Linked DNA regions of Gossypium hirsutum: region 2 is linked to region 1. A link is a contact called in public Hi-C data. All regions are on one chromosome and are shown on one strand. Each heading gives the region's core, a stretch centred on a gene start, on an enhancer-like site or on the middle of the called end of the contact. The rest is flanking DNA. Distances are from core to core; before and after follow the strand shown.

Region 1 (6,634 bases), core at 1,530-4,029:
AGAGGCTGAGCAAGCAAAGGCTGGAGCAGGTACCTTGGAGAGTAGATTACTTGCAGTTGAAAAGGAGATAGCGGCAGTTAAGGCTTCAAAGGAGTCAGCTTTAGTTGCTATCGAAACATTGCAAGACATCAATAATGTGGATTCATCAGATAGTGTAGTTCTTTCCTTAGAAGAGTACTATGACCTTAGAAAACGTGCATATGAGGTAGAGGAACAGGCCAGCATGATCGCGGCAGCTACCGTTTCTCAAATCGAGGAAGCTAAGCAATCCCAGTCAAGAAGCTTGGTAAAGCTGGAAGAAGTAAATCGAGAGATGGCTGAAAGAAAGAAAGCACTAGAAATAGCTTTGGAGAAGGCTGAGAAGGCCAAGGAAGGGAAGTTAGGTGTAGAACAGGAATTGAGACAATGGAGGGCTAAACATGAGAAGCGCCGAAAGGCTTCTGGATCAAGTCATGGAGGAAACCCTCCAAGGTCAAGTTTTGAGGGAAAGAGACAAAGTAATAAGGTTGAACCTGTAACCATGTCTCCTTCCAGCACTCTGGATACCTCCAAGGCAATCTATGGGCATAACAAAGAATCTGAATCATCCCCAGAGACAGTGGTTGTAAAGAAAAAGAAAAAGTCACTCTTCCCCAAGATTTTCATGTTCTTCTCCAGAAAAAAGGCAAGCTTTTCAAAAACCAAGTCCAAAACCTAGTAAACTTCTTGGGTATTGTGATTTCACCTCTCTTCTTTTTCTTTTCTTGGTTGTTAAGGTGGCCATTAATGTTCATCAAAGGGTTTACTCTCAGTGTAAATTCTATTGATTCGTTGATGTATGATAAAGTTGAGGATATATTCTTGCTTACTGAGAAGGGTTGTATGGCTGGAGAATCTTAAGAATAAAGGTGGTTCTATTCTCTATTGGCTTTGATATAAACTGAAGTTCATTATGAATGAAAAACAACTTTGTCTTCTTTGCCTTATTCATAATCATGTTAATTTTAAGAAGTTAATAACCCATACATAGGGTAATTTGTGTATATGTATTGCTCGTTTATTTTTTCTGTTAACTATGTAAACATAAACCTGAAATAAATGATCCATCGTGTTAAAATTGTTATATTATATTCATTAATCTATTTTCGTGTTTATTACATATGTCATGTTTAAAAGTAATTGGTTTACAAGTTTTAACTCGATTGGTATTGATATTGTTGTTAGTATTCCATTTTTGTGAAAGCCCTGTTTGGATGCCATTGTTTACCAGCTTTAGGCCTTGAAATCATAAATCTTCTATTGCTTACAGCAGTTGAACAAAGAATAAATGGTAATAAAAATGGGGAAGTAGGAGTAATTTACATTTGCATCAAAGTATAAGCCAATGGCAAAAGTGAAGAAGACAGACCCGCATTTGGTTTTGAGGTTCAAGAAGTAGAGTTAGCAAGGGTTTGAATGATGGTCTTTTGCCATGGATTTGAAAGGTGCTCTACAAGGTTATCAATTGGACCTGCATGTGTCACATAAGCTTGCACAAAGATGCCTAGCATGGCTATCATCGCCAGTCTTCCTGCATTGGACACCTGGTTTCAGAACAAAATGAAAACACACACACACACACAATAATGATGGAGGAAATAGGCAAAGCAGACCATTTTTTATCTCTTTCAGCTTCCATTCATGAGCATTTTTAATATCTTTGGCCAGACCAAGTGGATTTAGCAGTGGACCTCCAGGGTAGCTGTTCACCATGAAAACAAAAAAGTCTCTTTAAGTTTGATTTCCATTTTTAGAGATTCAAGCAGCTAATGGGATATGATTGTCTAAGGATCCTCAAAAACATACCCAGGTTCTAAACCCTCCAGTGCAGCTTCCAATCCAAAGAAAGATCCTTCTTTGGCTTGAGAACCTGGATTAATGAAATCCATGTATCTTTTAGTTTCAGCAAACCTGTCCTCATCAACATCAAACCAAGCAATTAGTCTATATACAAAATGCATATTTTTTTACTAACTAGATAAGAAAATTGTGGCGTATATAGTATCTACCCCATTAAAAGAAACTGAACAACAATCAAAGTTCTTGTGCTGGCAAATTCAAATTTCACTGCACCAGCTTCATACCAAACTGGTAAATTGCTGATCCCTGTAACGCGTAGTAACTGCAAAATATAAAGTGAATAAGTTCCACCAAGCCCCAATAACAGTAATCCATGGAAGAATCACTTACATCAGTGAATAGAATTCCAGCAACTCCAGCCATGGCAAAGCGAGCATGGACCAACTCTGCCTGAACATACCATTTCAAGCTCTTGGGATCTTCTCCTAGGCCAAGAGGGTCAAACCCATAATCACCAGCCAAACTGGATTTACGAAACAACAAAAAGAAGGTCAAAAACTGAAACCAGTGTAAATTCTATTATTGTGTAGGGAACTTCATATGGAACACTTGCTCACGTTCCATCCAAATATGGCGGAGGGTCAAGTCCAGGGAGCCATGTTGGTCGCTGCTGAGCTTGAACTGCAACTTGTGCATAACGCTGAGGGGCAAAAGTAGACCAAAATGTGGTTGCTGAGCCCAACGAGGGTTTGTATATTTTGTTGTGAAATGTGGGTGAAGAAGAATAAGAACAAGGTTGAACAAGGAAGCCTCTTCCAACCGCAACCGCCATTGTTGTGTTGATTGTTTCCTTATTTTCCTCTTCTTTCTTCTTTTGTATTTCTTTTTATGTTTGCTTATCAGTAAATCTTATTGGAGGCATTTATGGCGTCCACGTCATCATTAAAAAATTATTACAGTTAAATATATAGAAAATGGCACCATATGTGGAAAACATGATAACACAGACCCACTCGCCCCTTCCTAGCCATTGGGTTTGGATATATGGATTATTGGACCTATTGAAAGATATCAACCAGCATAGCCATTCACTTTTGAACCCATAACTGCTACCTTTACAACTAAATAAAACTATAGTAACAACAATTAACTAGCAAAAGGGAGATCATTACAGTAGTAGTGTTGTCAGATACACATGCAAGCCAGCTTAATCTAACAAGGAAAATAACAATTGAGAAAAGAAAAATACAGTTGAGAAGCTCTACAAATGCAGCAGCGACTTCTTTGGTAAAATTCGGAAAATTACAAATTAGGGAAGAGTGGTAGTGGAACAAATAACTGCCTGCTTGAAATGCTGAACGAACGGACTTTTAGAGGGGTGGCAACAACTAGTGGGGTTTCATGAGAGTCAGTGACTGCAAACTTATCATGCACGAAACGATTGTCAACAATGTAGTCATCCGTAAGGACTCTAACAGCTCTTCAAACCCTCGTGAATATGGTAGCATGTGTGAGATCCGTTTTTCACCTGTTGGAAGTCCCATATTACACTAAACTTGCCTACCGTTCCGACTAGATGGTGCTCTTGCTTCCTGTTCTTGGTGACCTGTGTCATGCAGCAACACAAATGATTAGAAGTTTTCATTTGTGAAACGAAGAAAATGTTGGAAAGAACAACAACCTGAGACCTAAAAGGGGAGAGGAACTGTTGCAAGCACTATGTACGCTATCTATTAAGTGACAATGGAGTCTTTCCGTACTCTATAGTCCTTTCCACCCTCCTCAATCCTCATGCCATTCATCATCCTTTAGTAGTGGCACTCGATGAAACTTGAACTGAAAAAACTTGATTAAAGAACTTTTAAGGATAGAGATGGCATAAAAGGCATGTTGATTGTATGTTGCAGAGGTAATTAGATTTCCAGGGAATAAAGTGGCCTAGCCGCTTTAATATTGATATTTAACCAAGTTGGACAAAGGAATGCAACAAAATGAGAAGTGTGTAGACCTCAAAACCAAGTTCACAAATCAAGCGTGAGGAGAATCTTCAAAATCATGTTAATGATTCAGCATATTAGACAACTGAGGCAACAAATCCAAATATCATGTTTCCACCAGGGGACAATGAAATTGATGCAACATGTGCAATTGGAACACGCAAACTGGATCAGTTTTTAGATCCTTAACCTCGGAGTTCACATAAAATAACATACTGGATCAATGCTGCAAGTAACATATCAAAAAATAATGCAATCCGAAGGAACCAAAATTCAAAAGGATATCAAACAACTCCAGCTAGCTATTCAAAATTTAAAAAAACAAAAAAGACACTGTTAATATTCTGCCAAATAAGCACTTCCTTCAAGATTAGATGGCCAATTAGTAATACCTACATCATGTATATTAAATGCAGCTCAGCAGCTAAAAGCACAAGCAATAGGAAGTTAAAACCTGAATAAGAGTATATGCATGCTTACCCATGAAAGCTGAGCATTTTTGAACTTGTAATTGGCCCCTGCTAAATGTGAATCCAGGGGAGTTAGCTTCAACAAACGTGGAGCTCTATCCTGTTCCCCAAACACCCACTAAAACCTGTCTTTGTCTTTCCATCCTTGTTGCCAAAAAGGGTGCAAATAAGGATCAAATAGGTACCAGTTGATCCTAATACTTCCCATCAAACGTAACACAAACATGAGTCCTGGGAAACCCAAGGCCAGGAAAAGTTGTTCTTGCCTGTCTCATAGAATTGGTTGAATAAAACTGAATCTTCCCATTGAGAGATCCAACAACAGTAGAGCATTCCGAGGGCTTGCAAAGCATTGGAAGTTAGTCCCTCTTGGATGCTGATGATGCACTTATACCCAATAACTAGTAGCAAGATTCTGAACCATCCCATTTTGGTCTAGTGTATCCACCAGCAAATCCTATTGTCATAAAAATGCGGTTTCTGACGGGTTCCAATTGTGATCCCTTGCTATCATTTCTGATATACCTCATTGAAATATCAGCCCCATCTTTCCCGAACTTCCATTCAGTAACAATCTTTCTGGTCTCAATATCCAGCTGATAAAGCCCTGTTGTGCGAGGCTTCCGAATCCCCGATCTTAGAACTCATTAGAAGCACATTCATCTCAGCTTTCATAAGAAGCACCTTTTTTGACATCAAATGCACCAAATACAAAGAACTCTTTGGATTCCCATGATCGTAACTTACATAAACACCTTTGCCATGAATCCCATTTGCAAAATTCTTAACTTGGACACCAGAATCACCAACCAAGAAACTATGATCCAATACCCCCAAAGCCAAGCTTTGTATCCCTTCATATGCCACCTCCTCAGACTCCTCGAAGATCCTGATTTGCCGTCACTGGGTCGTAGATTGGGAAACTCTCAAGGAAGCATCCTCAGCATCTTCCCAGATAGAATCATCAGCTGCTTCAGGCATTTCCCAACCAGTAAAATTTGCCCCATAAACTTTAACCATGTTAGCATCATCAGACTCAAACCCATGTGTATTCTCAAACAAACAATCATTAAACTTTCTAACAAAGATTCTATAAACTTCATCACTAAAAAACTTCATTACCCAAACTCCCTTTGCTACGAAATCGACCAAGGTTCATCTCTAAAAGTTTTCGACTGCATTTCCACTTTAATTTTGTTACCAACCTTCAAAACGCACCAAGATTCCTTGTTTTCCTCCTCGTTACTCTCTTCTTCTCCATCCAGACCAATGATTTTCAAGAAGGGTAAGATGTGAGCTTCTCGAAAGTGATCCATTTGGCTTTAGGGGTGTTACTGCCAATGTGAAGGTAGAGATTTAAGCTTTTTTGGGTTATTCAATGGGCAATTTAACAGATTACAGGTTATTTTATCATTCCTGGTCCAAGCTAGTTCTAAGGTTCTTCTTGCAAGACATTGGCGGCAACATTATTAAGTCAGCTCGATTAGGCTAGTTCCTGAACAGCCATCCCCTCCAGTGTCCTTCATAATTTGCCTCACTCTTGCTACATCATCCCACATCCCTTTTGAAGCATAAAGATTTGACATCAAGACATAAAGGCCACCATTTCTGTGGTCCAAAAAATACAATTTCTTGGCTAAATATTCCCCAAGTTTGACCTCTTGGTGGATGCAACAACCATTGAGCAAAGCTCCCCACACTGCAGAATCTGGCCTGGATTCCATATTCCTGATGAATAACAATGCTTCCCCAAAGTAGCCACAACGGCTAAGCAGTGCAACCATGCTTGCACAGTGTTGAAGGCTTGGTGATATGCCAAATTCTTCTACCATCATCTGGAAGTATCTTCTTCCTTAATCAACGTTACCACCGTGGATGCAAGCAGCTAAAACACCCAAGAATGTGATTTTATCAGGCTTTAACCCTCTTTTTTGCAATTCAGTGTAGTGATTAAATGCTTTATTTTCGAATCCGCCTATACCATAACCTGTAATCATTGTATTCCATGTTGCCAAACATGGTTCTTTGATGCTCTTGAAGATTTGTTCAGCTAGCTCAATGGTTCCACACTTGACATACATGTGTATAAGAGCAGTACCAATAAAATCTTCCATTTCTAGATTATTCCTAAGGATAAAACCATGAAGCTTTTTACCAAACTGTAAATAACCCAATTGTGAACACCCAGATAGCATAGTAGCAATGGTGATGGCATCTGGTACATGTCCATACATCCTCATTTGACAAAATAACTCCTTGGCATCGCCAGTTCTTCCAGCCTGCACACAACTAGATATTATCGAGTTCCAACTGATTAATGGTTTTTCCTGCATCTCAGAGAACAAAGAG
Region 2 (6,634 bases), core at 2,275-4,774, 320 kb after region 1:
TCCTTAAATTGTGATCACGATATATCAATTCACAGAACTGTGCAAGGGAAGAAACCAAGGAACACAGGAAACATTGCAGGAATGCAAGTAATATGCCATGCACCTGGAAGAACATTTGCTGGCGATCCACTTCGGGCAGATGCAGGAGGAATTTCCAGGTTAGTATCATTGCTTTGGGAGACTGAAGGAGCTGGTGCAGGTGCACCAGATATCTTCACCCTCCTCCATAGTTCAGAACAATTAGTTTTCAAAAAGCCTATCCTGTCGTTATCCCGATCATATGTAACTAAGGTGTTCCGAACAACAATTCCTGCCAAACAATAAAAAGTTGGGGTTTATTACCACAGTCATGCAAACAAACAGGATATATTGAGTTGAACAAGCGTAAGGTCCAGACAGGCCCATGTATACCACAAGAACTTGAGGCTTTTCAAAACTATATGATATCCTATGCGATGGACATGAATACAGAGTTGCACATATGTAGAGGGAAAGAGGGCTTTGTGTTTCGTGAATTAAGTAACATACCTCCTAAAAGAGTAGTTGACTCTGTATTAGCAAAAATTCCCAAGCAATATGCACCAATGAGCTTTGTGTGCTACAAAGCATGCCATTAAGAGACAGAAACAGAAAAGATATGTGTAAGATAGTAGTTTGAGAAGCTAGTACAGAAAATAGATGATGCAAGAATGTCTTATAACCATTTAAATTAGCTTTTCCACCAACACGGGACCCATTTTGGTCTCCAAGTTAAAATAATAATAATAACAATAAAAATCATAATAATTACCCGGAACAGGTAGTTTTCAGGGGACAGTAATAACTTATTTCCATTGTTAAATACCATCTCAACCTCTGGGAAACTTTTTGATAGTTGGGAAACATCCCTGTATTACATTTCAAGAAAAATAGTTATGATGGATGGAAGACTAGAAATTCCAGCATTTCATATAAAATGAAAAAGTTATTGGCAACACCTTCCAGCACCAGAAAAACATATATCATCATAATTAGGGTCAGGACCACGGACCCTTTTGAGAGAATGAACTTCCCTTAGGATCTGCATTAACATAGCCAAATAATCATGAAGAACAGGTCTGAACATTACCATGCAGGTGTGCAAATGCTGATTTCTATGTTAATGAAGGTTAAACCTAAGGAACTTAAAACAGCTACAAGTAAGCTCAGATAAGATTTTGAGTTGTAGCAAGTACAAAACAGATTAATCATCGTTGCTGCCATAATTTTCAAGATGGAGGCAACTGACCAAGCAACGGTTCATGGAATGCTAAATCCCAAATGGCTAGACCACAATCAATCCCCAACAATCATAGAACACGTTAATTTTATTCAAGGCTTCCACAATAACTTAACAAATGCAAATAACTGTGAGTCAATTAACAATTTACTAGTACTTTATTTCTCCTTGAAAAGTGCCATGACCATTTTTCCAATAATAATTATAAAAATGGATCATATGTGTTTAAGGATAGTAATATGCAGAATAGACATGCTTCAAAATTCTGAAGTGAACAGGACCTGAAAATGACAAGTTCCAGAAGTTGGACAATCAAGCAGATCGTACCAACTTGTAAGTAGCATCCCCAAGTGCTAGGAAAGTAAAAAGCAGTTGTCATAAGGAATGGCTAGTTTATATCACTGTAACCCAGACATCTAGTTTATGACATTGTAACCGAGATATATTAATATGAATCTGCACTCACTTCTCCACAGATTGCTTGTCATATATTCATAAATGACAAAATGAGTAATCATCCATCTATTAGGGAACATGTAAATGCAACAAAACCCCATGCTTTTAAACCTCCAAGCAAAACCAAAAACTTCTTCTAAGCCTCAGACACTAATTCTGGCTACCACAAAGAAATACTAATCATAGAATAGAAATGAGAACTTGACTAGCAAACAAACTCAATTTATCACGAAGCTCAAAGCTATTAGATCTTACAGCATCACTAAATGCAACAAAAGCATCTTTTTGGAAGTAAGCATATGTGGTGCCACTGTCCAAAACTGTTCCATGCCTTCCATCAAAGACCCCAGTAGGTAGCTTCAATCGCTTACCAGCAACATGCATTTCCTTAAGCTCAATGTTATAGTAAGGGCTGTAGACATTCAAAAACTACAGTGAATGCGTAACAAGAACCAGATAAATTCCTAGGAAAAATGCATTAACAAATACAATACTGTAAAAGAAGGATACCTGCGGAAAGGGTCTGAATGGGAGAACACCATTTCAGGGGGAGGAGTGATTTTTCCAAGAACCATTGCACCTCCGCCAACATCCATCCCACCATAACACAAAGAAAATGAATCACCAATAACACTCTTATCAACAAGCTGATCCACAATACTAAGCTGGCCCCGACCCAAACCCATTATACCATCAGCCCGTTGGCTGTAAAGGTCACCTGTTTCCCTATTTTCACACCCAAAAACAGCACGCTGTGGCACAAGTTCACTTTCATTCCCAAAAGAAACAATATCCTCCCCAAGCACACCACTGCTGGAACTCATCTCAGCATACCGTCTATCATAAGTGCATTGCTTTTGCTCATCATCACAATTACAACTCGGATTGCATTTTACAGGTTGATAAGTGCTAGACAAATCTGGTTGGAACCTTGGATCCTGGATTGCAACAAGAGATCAATATTACCATAAAATCACCAGTTCCCCAAATTAATCTCTCTAACAGATCTGTAAATCAAGCAATTAGACAAAGATTCTAAAAAAAGCAGCAAAGCGTAACTCACTTCACTTTCTCATTCGAACGATAAAAATTGAAGACTCAAAATTCTCAATTTAACTTAATTAAAATTCTACTAAACTAATAATTCGCTAGTTTCAAATTGATCAAGTTAATAATCTCAATCTCAATTCAAACAAAGGCATCAAATTTCAAACTTGATTAATTATAATTAAGAACTAGGAAAGTTGAAGTGCACGAACTTGATAAGACAGAACCGAACCTGATGCTTGCCGCAATGCGCACAACTGGAGCAAGGAACGTAAGTTACAGTACTTCCGGTGTCGACGATAAGAGCAAATTCCTGAGGTGGCGTTCCAATCCACAACCGAGTAGTATAATAACTGGAAATTCAGAAAAAAAAACTCAATATTCGAAAAATCAAAAAGAGGAAAAAAAAAAACTAAACATTTTTTATAGGAGAGAGACCCGTTGGATAGGAGATCATCATAAAGTCTCATGCGAGCGTTTGGAGTGGAAGAAGAGAATCCCGATTGCTGCAGATGACGGCGGATATTGTCCAAGTGGCGCTGCTGGGAATGATTACGTGAGGTCAGTTGCAGAGGAAGGAGCATCGGCCGCGGATGATGATCTTTTGCGTCGACGGTGAAGAAATTGAAGCAGATCAGGGCACAAACAATAATGGACGAAGTTAGGTGAAGCAAAGTTCGAGCCATGGCGCGTTACTTTGGCTACAGATTGCGGTCAACGACGACAGACCACTGCAGACAAAGCACCCGATAGATTACAGTCCCTTTTGGAATGAAAATTGGTTCTTTTATTAGAGTTAGCAATGGGCGGGGCGGACCGGTTACTTTTTTACCCGCCCCGATATTCTTCCGTCTTATCCCTCTATTTGCAACATAAACCCAATCACATGTAAGTATAATTAAAATTTAACTTCAATTTTTTTAACTAATACATATTAAAAAACTATATTTTTTAAATTTAAATAAATTAATTAAATACTCTTCTAATACAAAATATTTAATAAACCTAATTAGAATAAATAATAAATATTTAATACATTTATAATCACAAAAAATAAATTAAGTATTATTATAAAACATTTTACAATTCATAAATCAACAACCATCATTTAAAAATTTTACTATAAGAGTTTATTATTTTTTAAATTAACATTATATATAATATTTTAATGGAATAATGATAAATTTAGCATTAAAAGTTACATTTTTTTGTCAATTTAATCCTTATTTTTTGAGTTAAATTTAGTTATTAATATTTCAAAAACAATTAAATTACTTTTTGTAACAAAAATGCTAAGTAAAACATTAATTTTTAATGACATTGGCATGACAACCCACATAACAATTTATATGTACTTCATGATGACACGACACTATTTTATCTTCTATGTCATATTAATAAGCAATTTAAAATTATAAAAAAATATTCAAAAAATAAAAATAAATTCAAAATTATAAAACGTTCAAAAAATTAGTATAATATATATAAATTGTCATGTAGAGAGCTATATTTAAAAAAGATAATGTTTTAGTTACTATTTTTGAAAAGTTGATGCACAAATTTAACTTATTTAAAAATATTGATAGTCAAATTTAACTTAGAAAAAAAAAAGAGCCAAATTGATAAACTATGTAAACATTAATGACTAAACTTGTCATTATACCTATTTTAAATAATAAAATTTTTTGCTGTTTTAAATAATAATTTTTTTTCTTTAAAAATTTTAAGGAACATATCATCACTATTATTTGATTTTTGAACATATTGTCACAAATAATAATTAATTCAAGATTATTTTAAATATTGAAATTTTTATTCTTAACTTATATGGATCATAATAGAAATTATAAAAATTAAATATTTATATTATTTTGTTTTTACTTTCTTAAACATAGTATTTCTAAAGGTTAACATATGTTGTTAGCCCCTATATTTTGATAAAATTTGAGATTTAGTCCTTATACTTTAAAAGTGAGAGAATTCAATCATACTATTTTTTTCAATTTAATAATCCTAGTCTAATCATGATTGCCGTTTGTAGTTTCAATTAAAATTTGTCAATGTAACATGTTAACTTTTTGTCAATCATATGTCGCGTCTTATGCGAGCAACTTAACAAATATGTCAAATTGACAATTTTTTATTGAAAATACTTATAATACTTACAATTTTAATGATTGGATTGAGATTTTTAAATCAAGAAAATATGAGTTAATTTTTAACTTTTTAAGTTAAGGACTAAATATCAAATTTTGTCAAAATATGAGGACTAATAGCATATTTTAACCATTTCTAAAATGTTACAAATTTTGTACAATTTTTTTAAAAAATTAATATATTTTAATTGATATTGTTAGGCCATCGAGATCTATAAAAATAGAATCTACTTGAAAATATGAGATCAGTAGAAAGTGACAAGTAAGGTTGTATCTAGAGATCGGTAATAATTTTATTTCTTAAACAAAAACAAATAAAGTGAATAAAAGAGAGGTTTTTATAAAATAAAAAATAATTCAAATTAAAAACTAAAAGAAAGAATACAATAATTAAAAGTTTTAGGAAAATCAATGATAAAAGGCTATAGCCAAATGTAAAATCTCCATTTGATTTATAGATTCAACCATCAACGCAAGGATGTCTACAGTGCCTTTAGTTCTAGTTGCTGACTCAGCACCAAATAACTAATCTCTCCTTACTTGTTGAATAACCAAGAGACAACTCGTTTGAAATTACTTCCTTAACCAATAAATAATTTTGTAGCTCAGCGTCCAAGATTTAACTTACTAGCAGCATTAAGAACCAGAGTGGTCTAATTTTAACCAACAAACTCACCTCAACGAAATTTATTTAAGTTAGATCACACATCCACACCATATAATCATAAACTATGACAAACAATTTATGCAATTCGCCACTAGTATTAGAATGAATTAAATAATTACAAATTTAATTATTTTAACTGATAAGGAAACCCTTCTAAGCTATTAATATTGACCAAGTATTTAACAAACCTCAACAATTGTAATTATAAAAGAAGATGCATGAATAGTAAAAAAAAGAAAAAGAAAAAAATCCATTGTGGACAAATACTCCAAGTACCACATGTAAGTTTATGTTCGAGGCCATGAATTTAACTTCGATCCTGATGTCTATAATAACTTTCTTCAGCATCCTGATATAAGAGGAAAATGCACCAAGAAGCTTGACAAGATAGCCAATGAAATAACTAGTGGTGTGGCTACTTGTTGGCTTGAAAATGACATTATTTCATCGACTAAAGTGACTATGAAGTACATTGTGTTACAAAAGGTTGTTGTAATAAATTGGATCTCCTTAAAGCACAAATCTCCTGTTAAATGGAGTTAGGAAGGCTACTTTATAAGATTGGGAAAAAGGGTCTTTTTCAATCTGGGCAAGCAAGTGATTGCAAATACTGAATCGTCTGCAACAAGGGAATTCTTACCTACTCCCTTCCCTCTTCTGTAACACCCCTTATCTAGCCCAGTTGCTGGACTCGAGTTACGGAATGCTACAACAAACATCAGAATATCCACACACAAATTATAACAATCAATTCAAATATAATTAATCAAATTAATCAATATTCATGCATAATAGAAGTTATTAGTAAAGCAGAGACTAAATTGAGCATACAAACACAGTTTAATAAATTCAAGCAAGATTATGGGCCAATCTGAAAAATTTTCCAAAACTTGGAACTAGGTATCGATACGAAAGAAACAAGTCCCAATATTTTTATAAAAGGTATCAATACCAAAAACAAGTATTGGTACCATTTTAGCATTCTGCCATTTTCAAAACACTATTCATTTGGTCAAGTATCGATACCTTGGTCCCTGTTATCGATACTTT

The links. A called contact is a pair of places that touch in the nucleus more often than the background predicts.
Region 2: a contact with region 1 is called in a Hi-C map of leaf, with 2.2 times the contacts expected there. The contact joins the promoter of LOC107918067 here to the promoter of LOC107918058 in region 1. A contact is called at or near these places in 7 of 34 Hi-C or Micro-C datasets (callus, hypocotyl, leaf and 1 more).

The regions. Positions count from the first base shown.
Region 1 is chrA01:26,866,451-26,873,084 of Gossypium_hirsutum_v2.1, forward strand. It overlaps LOC107918058 (photosystem I chlorophyll a/b-binding protein 5, chloroplastic), which reads right to left and starts at 2,780. Exons shown (of 6, transcript XM_016847561.2): 1 at 2,436-2,780; 2 at 2,209-2,341; 3 at 2,028-2,140; 4 at 1,825-1,929; 5 at 1,632-1,720; 6 at 1,292-1,549. The coding sequence starts at 2,650. The coding sequence ends at 1,407. It overlaps LOC107917399 (protein WEAK CHLOROPLAST MOVEMENT UNDER BLUE LIGHT 1), which reads left to right. Exons shown (of 4, transcript XM_016846754.2): 4 at 1-1,102. The coding sequence ends at 697. It also overlaps the pseudogene LOC107918057 and the pseudogene LOC107917032.
Region 2 is chrA01:27,190,123-27,196,756 of Gossypium_hirsutum_v2.1, forward strand. LOC107918067 (protein ASPARTIC PROTEASE IN GUARD CELL 1) reads right to left here and starts at 3,525. Exons shown (of 14, transcript XR_001689901.2): 1 at 3,200-3,525; 2 at 2,994-3,114; 3 at 2,225-2,652; 4 at 1,970-2,126; 5 at 978-1,060; 6 at 791-887; 7 at 529-598; 8 at 104-310.